2 separate regions of the Muntiacus reevesi genome follow, and region 2 is linked to region 1. Evidence: chromatin contacts called from public Hi-C data. All regions are on one chromosome and are shown on one strand. The core of a region is the stretch at or near the end of the contact, and the rest is flanking DNA. Distances in the headings are between cores, read along the strand shown.

Region 1 (6,710 bases), core at 2,760-5,259:
GGATAAATAAGGTTGGAAAGACTCCCGCAGCTGCCCCAGAAATGCAGTCTGAGCAGAACCAACTTCTGTGGTTGAAAACTACTGTGGTCACTCCCCCAACATTCTATTTGGAAAAATTTGAGAGTAAAGTTTGAAGAGTGGGACCGTCAACACCTCACTTAACCTCACCGGTTGGTTGCATTTGCTCCCACATTTGTTTAATTGCTCTTGCCCCCTCGATGTTTGCTGGACCATTTGAGAGTAACTAACCAGCATAAGGATGCTGCACTCATAAATAGTTCAACATTATATCCGAAGAAAAGGGTCTTTCTCCTCTATCAGTACAATGATTATATCCACAAATATAACATTGATACAAGAATATTATTTAGCATGCAGTTCTTATTCAAATTGCTTTCATAATCATATCCTTTGTACATTTTTTTCTTTTCTGATCCAGGATCCAAGCAAGGATCAAACAGGTATTAGCTGCATGTCTCTCTCCTGTCCTTTAATTTAAAGCAGGTCCTTGAACTTTTTTGGTCCCTCTTCCATGAAACTGGCATATACACATTTTAAAGTTAATTTTTATTGGAGTATAGTTGCTTCACAGGGTTTTGTTAGCCTCTACCGTACAGCAAAGTGCCTCAGCTGTGCCTATACACGCATCCCTTCTCTTTCTCCCCATGTAGTCACCACACTGCATTGAGCAGAGTTCCTTGAGCCACACAGTAGGTTCTCTAGTTATCTTTCACACGGGGTATTGAAATTGTTATTTTCGAAGAGTTCAAGCCAGCTGCTTTTAAAAAAAATGTATCATTTTTTGAACATATCTGATTTTTCTTCCTCTTACTTCTTTAGATTCAGGGTCAACATTTACAGTAGGAATACTTCATTGGTGATGTGGTTTATTTCACAACTGGGAGGCACAGACAATGTTAGATTGTCTCAATTTGTGTGGCGACAGGTTTGACTATTATGTTAAGGTGGTATCCACTGGGTTTCTCCACCGAAAAGTTTCCTTTATCCCTTTATATTTTGTGGGTAATCTATGGGGCAATATTTGTGAGTATCTTGAGCCTCGACAAGCTTTCCCCGTTGCTCTTAGTATCCATGGATGATCCCTTCCGGAACGAATCTCTGCACTGCTGCTCGTGGGATGGCTGCTCTCCCCCGGTCTGTCATTCCTACTCTGGCATTTTTTTTGTAAAGAAAACATCTTCTCCACTCTCTGCTCCCATTTAGTTTTGAGTATCACCACAGGTTCATGGATTTCTAACACAAATAACATTATAATCCTTCATCATTTTTCTTTCTGTTATTTAAACTATCCTAAATTTGTACAATGAGAGCCCCCATTCAAACTGAATCCTGTGTTCTCAATTAGGATAAAGACATATTTGGGGGGATTCTTGACCAAAGATCCATCTCAGGTAGGTCTCTCAAGTTCTCTAAAACTGCACCCCCCCTTAGAAAGTGAAGATTATTATGGTTATTGTGTGAGTCAGTTGTGACTGATTCATTGGTGTGTTCAACATGCCTTGCGATAGGTTGAGTATTTGTTGGACATTATCATCACCAACATCCTTCCAACCAAATTAATATCTATGATACTTGTGACTTCCAATTACTGCTTCCAATGCAATTTGTGATTAAACTTGCTTAAATTTACATTCTGTAGCTTTAAGTATTGCTCTTCTGAAGGCAACTAGATGGGGTTAAATGGGGACAAACTCTAGTGAAACAGTTTCACCAGAAAGATAGCTTTACTAGTCAAACAAAGATCGCCAAGATTTAAGGAGGAAGCAAAGGATACACCTCCCCCATACATACACATCACACACATATATTGACATATGTATATTTCATGCTTTGAAACAGAATCTTAAATGAGTAAAACTCGGACAGGGTATAAATTCAAGGTAGGACACTTACACTTCTCCTTTAAAAATTGAAGATAATTACCCTGTGCAATTGTGAATGTAAAATTTGGGCCAAGGAGACAGATCTGTCAAGGAACAGAGTAACTTTTTTCTTCCAGTTTTTATAGCTAATTTACAGCACTGTCTAAGGTGTACAGCATAGTGATTATATATATATATATATGTAATGCAAAATGATTACCACAATGTTTAATTAACATCCATCACCTCACATAGTTTCAAAAACACAACAGTCTTCCCTTGTGATGAGGACTTTAATAACTTCCTCTCTGGAAACTTTCAAATACACCATATAGCACTGTTGATTCCAGACATCATGTTGTACATTACATCCCCAGTACCTACTCATCTTACAACTTTGTACCTTGTGACCCCCGCCCAATTTCCCCCACTGGAGGCAGCCTGACGGAGCCATCTGTTCCTTGGTCAGTACCGCCCTCTGGTGCTGGTATGTTTCAATAGCAAGTCAAGGAGCAGATGGGGAAAATGCGAGGCCTGAATTTCTCAGCGAAGTCAGTGCTGGTGGCTCATTCGCTCTTTGCGACTCCATGGATTGAAGCCCACCAGGCTCTTCTGTCCATGGAATTCTCCAGGCAAGACTATGGAGCGGGTTGTTAATTTACACGAATTAAATAAAGCCGTAGCAGTGAACAACTTTGAATAACAGTATTTCCATACTTTACCTCTAGAAGGCTTACTTCAATAGCGGCAACATCCCAGTGCGAGAAAGGAATCAGACACCACGCTGAATGCAAGCACACTCATCCATTCAGCAAATAGACATTGGCACCCATTGTGGGCCACGCAGCATTCTGGGCGCTTAGGGTTCACCAGTGAACAGGAGACAAAAATTCCACCCTTTAACATGCGTTCCTTTTACCATGCTCTCTATATAGTATGGGAGAAGGCAATGGCAACCCACTCCAGTGTTCTTGCCTGGAGAATCCCAGCGACGGGGGAGCCTGGTGGGCTGCCGTCTATGGGGTCGCACAGAGTCAGACACGACTGAAGCGACTTAGCAGCAGGAGTTGTATAGTATATAAACTAATCTAGATAATTTGTAAAGCACTCTATGGATTACAAAATTCCCTCCAAGTCAACAGGAGGTGTTTTGAGGTCTATATTACTTTGGTTAAATACAGGCAAACGCCTTGCAGAGAAAGGTCTGTGTAGTCAAAGCTATGGTTCTTCCAGTAGTCATGTACAGATGTGAGAGTTGGACCATAAAGCAGGCTGACCGCTGAAGAATTGATTCTTTTGAACTGTGGTGTTGGAGAAGACTCTGGAGAGTCCCTTGGACTGCAAGGCGATCAAACAAGTCAATTCTAAGGAAATTAATCCTGAATAGTCATTGAAAGGACTGATGCTGAAACTGAAGCTCTAACACTTGGGCCACTTGATGCAAAGAGGCAACTCACTAGAAAAGACCCTGATGCTCGGAAATATCGAAGGTCGGAGGAGAAGGGTACGACAGAGGACAAGATGATTGGATGGCATCACTGACTCAATGCGCATGAGTTTAAGCAAACCCCCTGAGATGGTGAAGGACAGGGAGGCCTGGCGTGCTGCAGTTCGTGGGGTCGCAAAGAGTAGGACACGACTTAGCGCCTGAAAAGAACAAAGAGAAAGCGGGTGCAGACTCGCTCAAGTCGCCCTAAGAACTAAGCCTTACAAAACCGAGAGTTAAGCCACAGCAGAGGATGCCATCGGCGTGGTCGGCCGGGCTGCATGAAAGTTAGAGTAAACAGAAGCCACCTTCCCTCGATTTTTCTCCCCAGAAGCGTGTTTTGTGAGCACTAAGGGTTTCGCTAGCCAGCCAGGCTCGAACCCGCGGCGGACGGAGGGTGGCAACACGTGTCGGGCTCTGCGTCTCCAAACCAGACGTTAGTCCCACCTGCGGAGCCCAGGGCCCTCGAATCACCCTCCGCGCTCCCGGAACAAACCCGGATCCAGACGCCGGACCTCCGGCGACTGACCCTCAGCGAGGCTTGAGCGCGCCCCCTAGCGGCGGGTGCCTTCCGAGAGCAGGGCCCGGAACGAAACTGTCGCGCGGAACCCAGAGTGCGCGCTCGGAGTTTCCGGGGAAGAGGACGGGGAAGGACCTGCGCGCGGAGGTTCCTACCGTCGCGGAGCAGGCAATGGCGGTGGTGGTCTGGGGGCTGCGGCTCTGGCGGGCCGCCCCCAGCGGCGGGGCTGCCTGGAGTGAGTTATCAGCGGCCGTGGGGACGAGGAGGGAGGCTTAGAGGACGGTGGCTGTTCAGACTGGGCCCCAGGCGGGTCCTAGCGGGGAGGGGGGGCGGGAGGAGGCGGGTGTTTAAAGCCGCCGCCCCTCCCGGCCTTGGGGTCCAAATCTCGGGGAGATGAGGGGAAGGGCCGCGGGAGAAGCTTGGGGCGCCCCCTGAGAGGGAGACCACGTTCTGGTGCATAAGTGTCCGTTTTCCCATTGAACTCGTGCACGCCTTGCCAAATCCTCTGATTTGGGGTTCCCGGAAAAACAAAACAAACCAAAAAAACAGCATATCTCCCTCTAGATATGGAGCGATTTGGCGTGGGACCTTCAGTCTCTTGGAACTTTCTTGTCCCCAAGACCTTTTCAACGCGAGAAACTTTGCTCAACTTTGCCTTGGCTGGTCTGCTTTTTGACTCCATTTCCTGGTTACCTTTTTCTTGCCCCTTATTGTTTGTAAAGCACAGATTGGAATTCGACGGAGAAACTGGTGAGAATTGGAGATCTGATGGTCAAGGCAAAGTGGAAGTAAAGGTGCAGATCTAGGCAAGCTGCCATCTCTTCCGTTGGCGTTTTAATTAATGTTAGAAAGTGGACCTCTGAGCTCATTTCAGCGAATAGCGTTGAAAATCCCCTTGCCTTCTATTCTTTCCCGACTGGAGGAGGGCGATGGCGGGAGGATGTTCACCTCTTTTGTCAGTATTCACGTTTATTGTAACTTCCTCACAGGGTCTGTGGCCACATCACCTGCTTCTCAGCTATCACCGACCGAACTGATAGAAATGCAGAATGATCTCTTTAACAAAGAGAAAAACAGGCAGCTGTCACTCACTCCCCGAACTGAGAAGATCGAAGTGAAACACGTTGGGAAAACTGACCCTGGCACTATCTTTGTGTTGAATAAAAACGTTTCCACTCCTTATAGCTGTGCCATGCGTAAGTAACGGATCAGGGTCCCGTTTTGATGATTTTAAATAAGAAAGGGGAAAAACTGGTGCAGAGGCGACAAGATGTTGTAATGGCTCCCTGAACTCCCCCGTATCTAGCATCTTACTGTGTGTTCGCTGTTGACTTAGCTGTTGAGGATACTAGGGGTCGGGTAAGGTGGGTATTGTAATGCACAGGTTGTCCTGGGACTTGCTTGAATCTGGCTGAGTTTAGAGTGCTGTCACAGCTTCCTGAAGAAGGCAGACCTGAAAGCTTAACTACTCTTGTGCTTGCCGTTTTTAGAGACACTCTTGGTGTAAAGAGGGCAGTCATCATGTGAGTCCCCTTAGAGGATTTTGAGACAGAGGGACTGCCCTGACCTCAGATGATCAGCTATTTTTTTGGCCTCCTTTTCCTTTCCTGCTCTTTTGTATCTAACTTAACCCTTTTATCTGCTCACTGCTTGCCTTGTGTATATGTTGTGTCTTTGTTTATATGTAGTAAATGTGTGAGTGCATGGCGTGAGTGTGATTGGAGTAAAAATACTTCTTATGTTCATATATTAAAGAAGATAATAAGGCCTTGTGTGTGATCTGGTTTGGAAATGAAGGGAGTAAGGGCCTCTATGTTATTTTCGATCAGAATTCTTTTGTAACTTTGATAGAACTGGTAATGTTTAAATTCAGAACAAAAAAGTCGATCTGTAAGTCCTGCATTCTCACTCGAATATGACTGCATAAGGCTTTTGGAAAACAATGATGATTCCATTTGAGTAATTAGCGTTAGTTAAAAGTTCAGGGTGACCTCCTGAGTGAGTACTCTCAATCTTCCTTTACTTTGGCACTTGAGTTAGTACTTAGAGTTGCTTCCTTGTTTGGCGAGCATTTCTTGAACCTCTGCTCTAGGATAGGTGTTAGGAATACAGAGGAGGCTCAGACAGGGCCCTTAAGCAGTTTTACACATTTCACAGGTAGAGATGGGAACACTCCCAGCGTAACCCCTGCCCTCAGATTTGCTCCTCTTTCATACTGTCAGTCATTCAGTACCTGGTTTTTTTTTTTTTTTAATTTTTCACCTCTATTGACTACCTATTATTTCAGGCCCAGTGGTAGGCTCTAGATAAATTGAGTAAGCAAAAATAGGCATGATCCCTGCCTTAGGGAGCTTATTTAGACCCTGTGGTTGGACCACCTCTGTGAATATCTTTGTACTCAAAAAACATCTAGTCAGGGATGCAGTTGCATTCTGGAGTCAAATAACAGACCAGAGCTGATGTGCTTATGTGTGAATTCATACTGATTACTAAAAACTGGTAACTGTTGTATTTAACTTTAGAGTCCATGTTAGGGACGTAAGAGATGATTTGGAAGGAAGGCCCCAAATCCATCTAGAACAGACTTACTGTGGATGTATATTTTTATATTTTCCCTTCTGAGTTGTGTGTGCATATATTCAGATATATCCATGAAGCTTGTCTCTGAATATTTAAGTGTAGCTCATGGCAGATTATTTTATTACTTAATTAACAGATTAATTTCAGATTAGACTTGGCTTAATGATTTTTGTTTGGGTAATTTTGTTAATAATTAACAATACGCTGAATGTTGGAAATTATTTCTTATTAGCTACAGATA
Region 2 (7,798 bases), core at 1,627-4,126, 130 kb before region 1:
TGTTTCCATGGTAAAGATTAGCCTGAAGCACTTTCTTGAGCTGCTCTGCAGAATTTAAACCCTCCTATAGTGCTCAACCATTAGACCAACTATAACTTAAAGGATGATGATATTGACCTTTTCTGACATTTGTGACTTCAATCAACTAAACCTTGGATGCTGTCAACCTTTGCCCCAATCCCATCTTGAACTCTCCTCTTCAAGTTCCTTCATGAATATCCATATATCCTTAGCTTAAGACTTTTCCCAATTATGCTGCTTTGGGAAAGATCCCCCGGTGTTCTTCTTGCTCTAAGTAATAAATCTTTTCTTCTCCTGCTCTTTGGCTTGGTTGTCTTTAGTCTCACACACAAAAAGACGAATCCAGTTTTCTGTAACTACCAGAGACTGAGAAATGGCCCTAAGGGCTTTGATCAACAGGGATACTTGGCACACCTCTTGACAGAAGCACTAAAACAGAGTTGTTAAAAGAAATTTATACTGTGATCTTTCAAAAAAGTTAGAGATCGGTCTCTAAAAGGTGCCAAAGGCAGCGGGGGGTGGGGGGGGTGAGGGGGAGGGGAGAATGAATCCAATACACTTTTGGAAAACACTGTGTTACTTAAATCTCTGAATTGATCTTCTTTCTCAATTCTCTAAATTTAGCGTAAAGAAGCAATGGAGACATTTGGCAAGCTGTCCAAATCTTTGCTGTCATTGCTTGAGTGGGTCTTAGTTCTTCTCCTAGAGCCAACTGCCCAGGATTCTATGTCAATACTTAAGAAAATGGAGAAGACAGCATTACTTGGAGACTTTCCACATAGGAAAATGTCCCTTGACACTGGTTTTTCCTTGATTAAATCGAATCTGCATTCAGAACACTTCACAAAACGAATACAAATTTATATTTAACTAAAAATTCCAGGAAAGGCTAGTATTCTTTAAAATACAGTTATATTCACCACTATCTTTTAAAGCCACAAATTTGAGGATTATTCTCCTTATTAGTTTTACACGTTATTAGTTTACAGTTTAGTATGATTTTTCATAGTGAAGGACAATAAGTAAATGAAGGATAAATAAATATAAGTGTAATCTGGGAGTTTTTCTCAAGTTAAAAAATACTGTTAAATATTCTGAGAAAAAAGGCATTTTTGTTTTTTAACAATAAAAGTCAATAGCTAAGAAAAAGTAAAACACAGACATCTGTGTGTATACATGTGGAGAGAAAGCAAGTGTGGAGAAAGTGTGGCAAACTTGGCGATTCTGGGGGTGAAGGTGTACCTTGCACAATTTCACTGTATAATTATTTGAATTTCCTCTAGACGAAGTTTTATAAATAAAAGTTGGAGGGAGATTAAAGTCAACAGTTTTAATTGAATGTTCAGCCTCCACATATTCTTCCATTAAACACCTAGCTCATTATTCAGATTCTTATTTTAAGACGATTCACGCCTCATGTCATTGCTCCCGGAGACGCAATCCAGGTAAAACTGACGTTAAGTCCACCTCGCGTCAGAATTTGTCTGAAAATAAGTAAGGCTGGAAAGTTTGGATCAAATCCTAAAAGAGAGAACTTATTATTCCCTCCAGTTTCGAACTAGTTGACCCAGTTTCTTTTGACATTAAGACAATACAATACTTAAGAACATTATCCCTGCTCAGTTCTTTGCTTAAATGGACTCTTCTAAACCTTTGCTACCTCCACTGCTGAGAACTACAGCGAGTATTTCTAAATCACTAATCTCCAGCAATGCAAGATTAGGCGTGGTCCTCCCTGCCGTTAACCTAATCAAACTGGGATTCCTAAATACAAAGACGTTGTTGGCTTATCTTCCAGCCTGCAAAAACAAACTTAAAAAGCTGACAAGCTACACTAACCCATCGTTTTCTCCTTGTCTCACTTCCTCGTTTCTAAAAGAAACCCAATGGACACCATAAACATTAAACCGATGGCTTTAACGCAACTGTAAGACAATTCTAGAAAGACCACTGGACGCGAAGGGAGAGCGCATCGCTGAGTTGGCAAGGAGATCGATATGGCATCGTCCTGTGAAATCCCAGGGGCGTCGGGATCAGGTCCCGACCGCGGCGGCGGCGGCGAAGCGCGGCGGACAGCGGAGCAGGGGCACAGGGCGGGGAGGGGGCGGCGAGAGGTGACAGGAACTACCCGGGCCCCGGGGGCGCGCGGCCTCGCGGAGCCCCGCGCCGCGCGCCCCCCGCCCCTCCCCGCACAGCCTCCCCCGCCCCTCCCCACCCGGCTCCCTCAAGTCTCCACGAACGGAAATGGGAGTCACAGCGCCGGGGACCAGCGGAAACAAAACACAGAGGCGGCCGCGGGGGGGCCGCGGTGGGGGAGAAGGCCCCGGAACGCAGCCGGCCCGCGCGGGCCCGCGCTCGCTTCCTCCCCCGCGGCCGCACTCACCCGCTCCGGATTCGGCCCCGTCGCCCCCGCCCGCGCTCCAGAGCCGGCTGAGAAGCGCAGCGGCGCGGGCTCCACGTGCAGCGTCTCTCCCGGTAAGACCCGCAGCTCCCGCGAGTCGAAGTGGGAGGCCCCTGGGCCCTTCCCGCGAAAACGGCGCAGAGAAACTCCAACCCCCCCACTCCCGCCTCCCAGGCACCCCCGGGTCCGGGACTACAACTCCCAGCAGGTTGCGCGAAACGGACGCTTGAGGCAACGGAGGCTCACGAGGCACAAGGGAGCAGCTACGCCCCAGATCGCTTTGTTTTACACTGTCACTTTGCACAATCGTATACCTCAACAACCCCCCAACCCCCAACCAAGGAATAGGACGCTGAATCGGGGCCGGGGGTACTGAACTAAGGGACAGGCCAGTCCAAGGGCGCATGCGTACAGCACACGGTTTCCGAGAGGGAAAAAGAGAGCGGGTCAAGTTGGGCGAAGGAAAGATGGCGGAGGCGTCACTAGAGGACCCGGAAGCACTTACCCTCCACTTCCTCCTCCTGTTTGGCTTCTGTCTCACCTAGAGCCGTCCGGTCGCAGAGTGTCTCCGAGACGCTTCCTGTCCGGTGAGTGTCGACCGTCTGAAACGGCGGCCCATAATGCATTGCGATGGCGGGTAGGCGGGTGGGGGCGGAGCCAGGGCCGGAAGTAGAACGGGGCGGTGGAGGCGGCGGCGGCTGGCGGTTCGGCCCTGAGTGCAAGGTGACTGGGAGGGTAACTGGACTAACGTGGCCTCTTGGGACTTGGGTTCTGGGTTTCTTCACGAGGTCTGGGATGCCCTTTTCCCTCTAGGACTCTGGAAAAGAGAGCAACCTTATATCCCGGGGCGCCTTCACGGCCTGGCCCGGGCTCATTTTCGACCTCGGCGCCTTTCGGCCATGAAGTTTGCTGTAGATTCAATAAGTAGCCAGAAAATCCCGCTCTGAGGGCCCAGCTCAGGGTGGCGCGGGCGGCGGGGAGGCCGGCGCTTTGTGGACTTGCAGCCCGTCTAGGGTAGCCCAAGGTCATGTCCGGGGGGCCGGTCTGCCGCCAGGCCTGCTCTTCCCGGACGCGTGGAAGGTGGTTCTGAACTATTTAAGAATAGAACGTGAGAGAAAAAAACAATTGTCATCTTAAAAGTTGGGACGCCACCTAAAAATGTTGGTAGTGCTGAAACTTGGTTACGCGGCTTTTGTTTTACATCACAGTTTCCTGGAGGAAAGCACGAACCTTGGACTGGCCGGTCATCACTGTAAACAGGAGAGCTCTCGGCACAGGGCCTCTCCTTATGCTGTGTTCTTTTCTAGCTGTTGGCTTCCCTAATTCTTTGAGTGTATCCAATGCTTGCTGGCGTGCGTGGCCTCGCATAGTACTCGAATAGAGGACTTAATCATAGTTGATACTTGATATACCTATTTGTGTAATGAAGTGTATATTTCTCGTTAGATAGTCAATCGTTGCGGAGGGCGGGGAATGAAACGGGAAAAGGAACAAGTTTTGATAATGAGATTATGTATTCATTTTTTAGATAAGTTGAGTTTGAGAGCAAGATAAGACTTATGAAGGGATGAGTGGTGTTGATGTATGGGTTTGGAATTCTGGAAGAAGACCACGCACAATTAGGTGTGATTTAGGAATCATTAATAGGTAGATGATAGAGACAGAAAAGTGAAAGTGGATTTTCCCCCGTGTTGGAGTAGGAGTAACATAATCCTCTGCGAGAATAAATTAACTGTGGGAATATGAGTAATTTAATAAACTGTCTTGCACTTTGTCTTACTATCTGTAAAGGAGGCGTAGAATACTTGGTTCTGTTTCTTAACAGGATTGCTGTAAGGGTACCAGGAGGGAATATATATGGAAGTACTTAGAATACCTAGGGCTGAACCGATGTTAGGGTGACCCTATAGTGGAGTGTTGTCTGTGTTTATGTTGCCAAAAGGGAAAGTATACACTGAGTTGCACAATTTTAAAAATGTATTTGTGTCCTGTCAGATTCTGTTGTGTAACCTGGGATCGGGTACTTAACCTCTAAGCCACAGTTTCTGTATGTGTAAAGTGAGACTGATATTAAGTAACACCTTGGGTGTTAGTCGCTCAATCGTGTCCCTAACTCTTTGTGACTCCATGGACTGTAGCCCACAGGCTCCTTTCTCCGTGGGATTCTCCAGGCAAGAATACTGGAGTGGGTTGCCATTCCCTTCCCCAGGGGATCTTCCCCACTCAGGGATCAAACCTGGATCTCCTGCATTACAGGCAGATTCTTTACATCCGAGCCACCAGGCAAGTAGCACCTTAAGGTCATTCACATAGTTTTCTTTCATTCTGCAGGTGAAGGATATTTGGTAGACTGTAGGATTTATTTTGATAGTCTTTATGTGCTACTTCATGGGCTTCCCTGGTGGCTCAGTTGGTAAAGAAACTGCAAGGCTGGAGACCTGGGTTCGATCTCTGGGCGGGGAAGATCCCCTGGAGAAGGGAACGGCAACTCACTCCAGTAGTCTTTCCTGGAGAATTCCATGGACAGAGGAGTCTGGCAGCTATGGTCCATGGGGTTGCAAAGAGTTGGGCACAGCTGAGTGACTTAACACACACATGTGCTATTTCAGGTCTTCTCAGCCTGAGCACTATTGACATTTTGAACCAAATGTTTCTTTGTTGTGGGGAGGCTATTGTTGTTGTTGTTATATGATTGGCAGCATCCTGGTTTTTACCCACTAGAGGCTAGTAACACCCTGTCAGGACAGCCAAAAATGTCTTCAGACATCGGCAAGTATTTCCTGTGGGAGACCCCACTGCGATTAGAGAACTGCAGTGCTACTCTTCATCTTCTAGCTTAATGCTTTCCCACTCTCACTAGTAAAGGGCCACTTTCCCTCCAGCCCTTGTGGGTATCTTTGAAGAATCCAGTAAAAATGAATTACTGGAAAATTTCGTAGATGAAAGACAAAACAATGGAGACACAAAATACAAACTTTTAATTGCTTCCCTTGTGGCTCAGCTGGTAAAGAGTCCGCCTGCAATGCGGGAGACCTGGGTTTGATCCGTGGGTTGGGAAGATCCCCTGGAGAAGGGAACAGCTGCCCACTCCAGTATTCTGGCCTGGAGAATTCCATGGACTGTATAGTCCATGGGGTTGCAAAGAGTCGGACACGACTGAGTGACTTTCACTTTCACTGTTGAATTCAGCAGGTACGAATTAAACTCTGTCAGATTGCTGTAAAATTTCCAAATGCTTATTTCCAATTTTGATACTACAGTGGAGCAGTAAGACACTACTGCTGACAGTCCTCAGACCGCACTTTGAGCAGTAGTATTATAGTTTAATAGTTCAGTGTGACTGCTTATTTGACTCATTTGGGGAGCCTGGAGAATCATGTTAGCATATTGCTGTTGCTGCTAAGTCCCTTCAGTTGTGTCCGACTCTGTGCGACCCGATAGACAGCAGCCCACCAGGCTCCTCTGTCCTTGGGATTCTCCAGGCAAGAACACTGGCGTGGGTTGCCGTTGCTTTCTCCAATGCATGCTAAGTCGCTTCAGTCCTGTCCAACTCTGTGCGACCCTGTGGACAGCAGCCCACCAGGCTCCTCTGTCCACAAGATGGTCTAGGCAAGAATGCTGGAGTGGGTTGCCATTTCCTTCTCCAATTAGCATGTTGGGGTTTCACTTTAAGGTTCAGAAGTTTTATCAAGCTATATCGAAGTGTGACTCTATCAGTCCAGCATGGCTTGGTCAGCTCTTTCTGTTTAATCAGTCTTTATTAATATGGGGCACTTTCTTCTAATTTTTCTGTGATCTCCTTATTCTTTTTCTTTTGGAATTCCTGTTTGCATATAATTGTTACTTTTACATTTGATCTTTTCAAGACAGTAAGTGAATTCTCAATTGAAATCATCTGTAATTTATACCCTATAATTTTTTAGTTAGAAAATCATGTATTTTAGTTTCAGGAAGTCTAAGAACTTAGAGGTCTTTAAGTCTTTAAAATTCAGACTTCTTCACAAGTTCTATTTCACTGATGAGGTTGCACCGCTTGATTTTCCCTCTTTTGTTGGTGGGCTCCCTTGTGTGTGGGGTTTTTTTTTTGTTTGTTTTTTTTGGACTCCCTTGCTGTTTTCTCTTGCTGGTTCTTTTGTACTTAGATCTGGTTTTACAGTATTCGTGAATGCCTGGAATCCTGCAGCTGTACCGGGTGGAGCAGTGTCTCTCCCTGTGGGCCTGTGAAATGCAACTGAGGCTGAGGCAGCTGTCTGCAGGCTTCATGCTCATAGCCCTTTTTGCCTTTTGAGGGGGTTAGGGGAACCTGGTAGGCTAATTTGGGAACCAGTATTACTCTCTCTCTGCTGAGGGTGGGTGGTCAAGACTAAAAAGTTCATGAAGAAACACCCCATCCCAGATTTTGTGTTTTCTTTCTGCATCTGACCTAGTGGAGGCATGAGGCCTGAGTGATTCTGAACTGCTGCTAGGTCCCAGGGCCCTTTGCTTGTGAAGCGAAACACTTGCGGTGAGAGCTAGAGAGGGAAAGGGATCCTCGGTCTAAGAAACAGGGACTGTTCTTAGTATTCACTGAGTTCTGGCATGATTTAAGTTCTGTAGCATTAACTGGGTAGTGTGGCCGAGCGGTCTAAGGCACTGGGTTAAGTTCTGTAGCACTTAGTAGAATTAGATACCCACTATAACACATGTACAGGGGTTTTACAATTATGTTATTTTAAAGTAGCTTCACATGCTGGCTCTTGTTTCCAATAACAGGACCACCATGATTCTTCAGAGACTCTTCAGGTTGTCCTCTGTTCTTCAGTCTGCAATCGCAGTCTCTCTGAGGAGGAACATTGGTGTCACAGCAGTGGCGTTTAATAAGGAGCTTGATCCTGTGCAGAAACTCTTCGTGGACAAGATTAGAGAATATAGAACTAAGCGCCAGTAAGTGGGTAGGGGTATTGGTGTTCATGTGCATATTCAAAGTATGTAAGTTTTGACATGGTAAAAAATTACTTGGCGTTTGAAAGTGTCTTAAGACCTTTTACTGAGCTGATCCCTGTGGTACAGGTTCATTAGCTGCTCCAAAAGAAAAAGATGAGGACCTTGATTTTATCTTATGAATTCCCAGGAAGAATTGCATTAAAGCTAATGCCATTTCAGATATATCCCCACTGTAATGTTATTTATTATAAACTGGAGTCAGTTCATACAAGTACATAGGATCTTGGAAATCGTTAAGGAACCATATTTAAGAAAATTAAGCCCCTTAGACAATGATTATCCTAAGGTCATAAACCTAGTTATGGGGAAAATATACTCAGAATATTCTAACTCTCAATTTAGTGATCTCTCTGTGACATCATGATTTGGGGAGAAATATATACGCACAGCATT

The links. Hi-C and Micro-C count contacts between places; a contact is called where the count stands out from the background.
Region 2: a Hi-C map of muscle shows a contact between it and region 1, with 5 times the contacts expected there. The contact joins the promoter of ATP5PF here to the promoter of MRPL39 in region 1. A contact is called at or near these places in 2 of 3 Hi-C or Micro-C datasets (blood and muscle).

Annotation. Positions count from the first base shown.
Region 1 is chr21:42,169,672-42,176,381 of mMunRee1.1, reverse strand. It overlaps MRPL39 (mitochondrial ribosomal protein L39), which reads left to right and starts at 4,009. Exons shown (of 9, transcript XM_065913612.1): 1 at 4,009-4,124; 2 at 4,879-5,085. The coding sequence starts at 4,061.
Region 2 is chr21:42,297,299-42,305,096 of mMunRee1.1, reverse strand. ATP5PF (ATP synthase peripheral stalk subunit F6) reads left to right here and starts at 2,876. Exons shown (of 4, transcript XM_065913465.1): 1 at 2,876-3,009; 2 at 7,175-7,345. The coding sequence starts at 7,182. GABPA (GA binding protein transcription factor subunit alpha) reads right to left here and starts at 3,037. Exons shown (of 10, transcript XM_065913455.1): 1 at 2,928-3,037.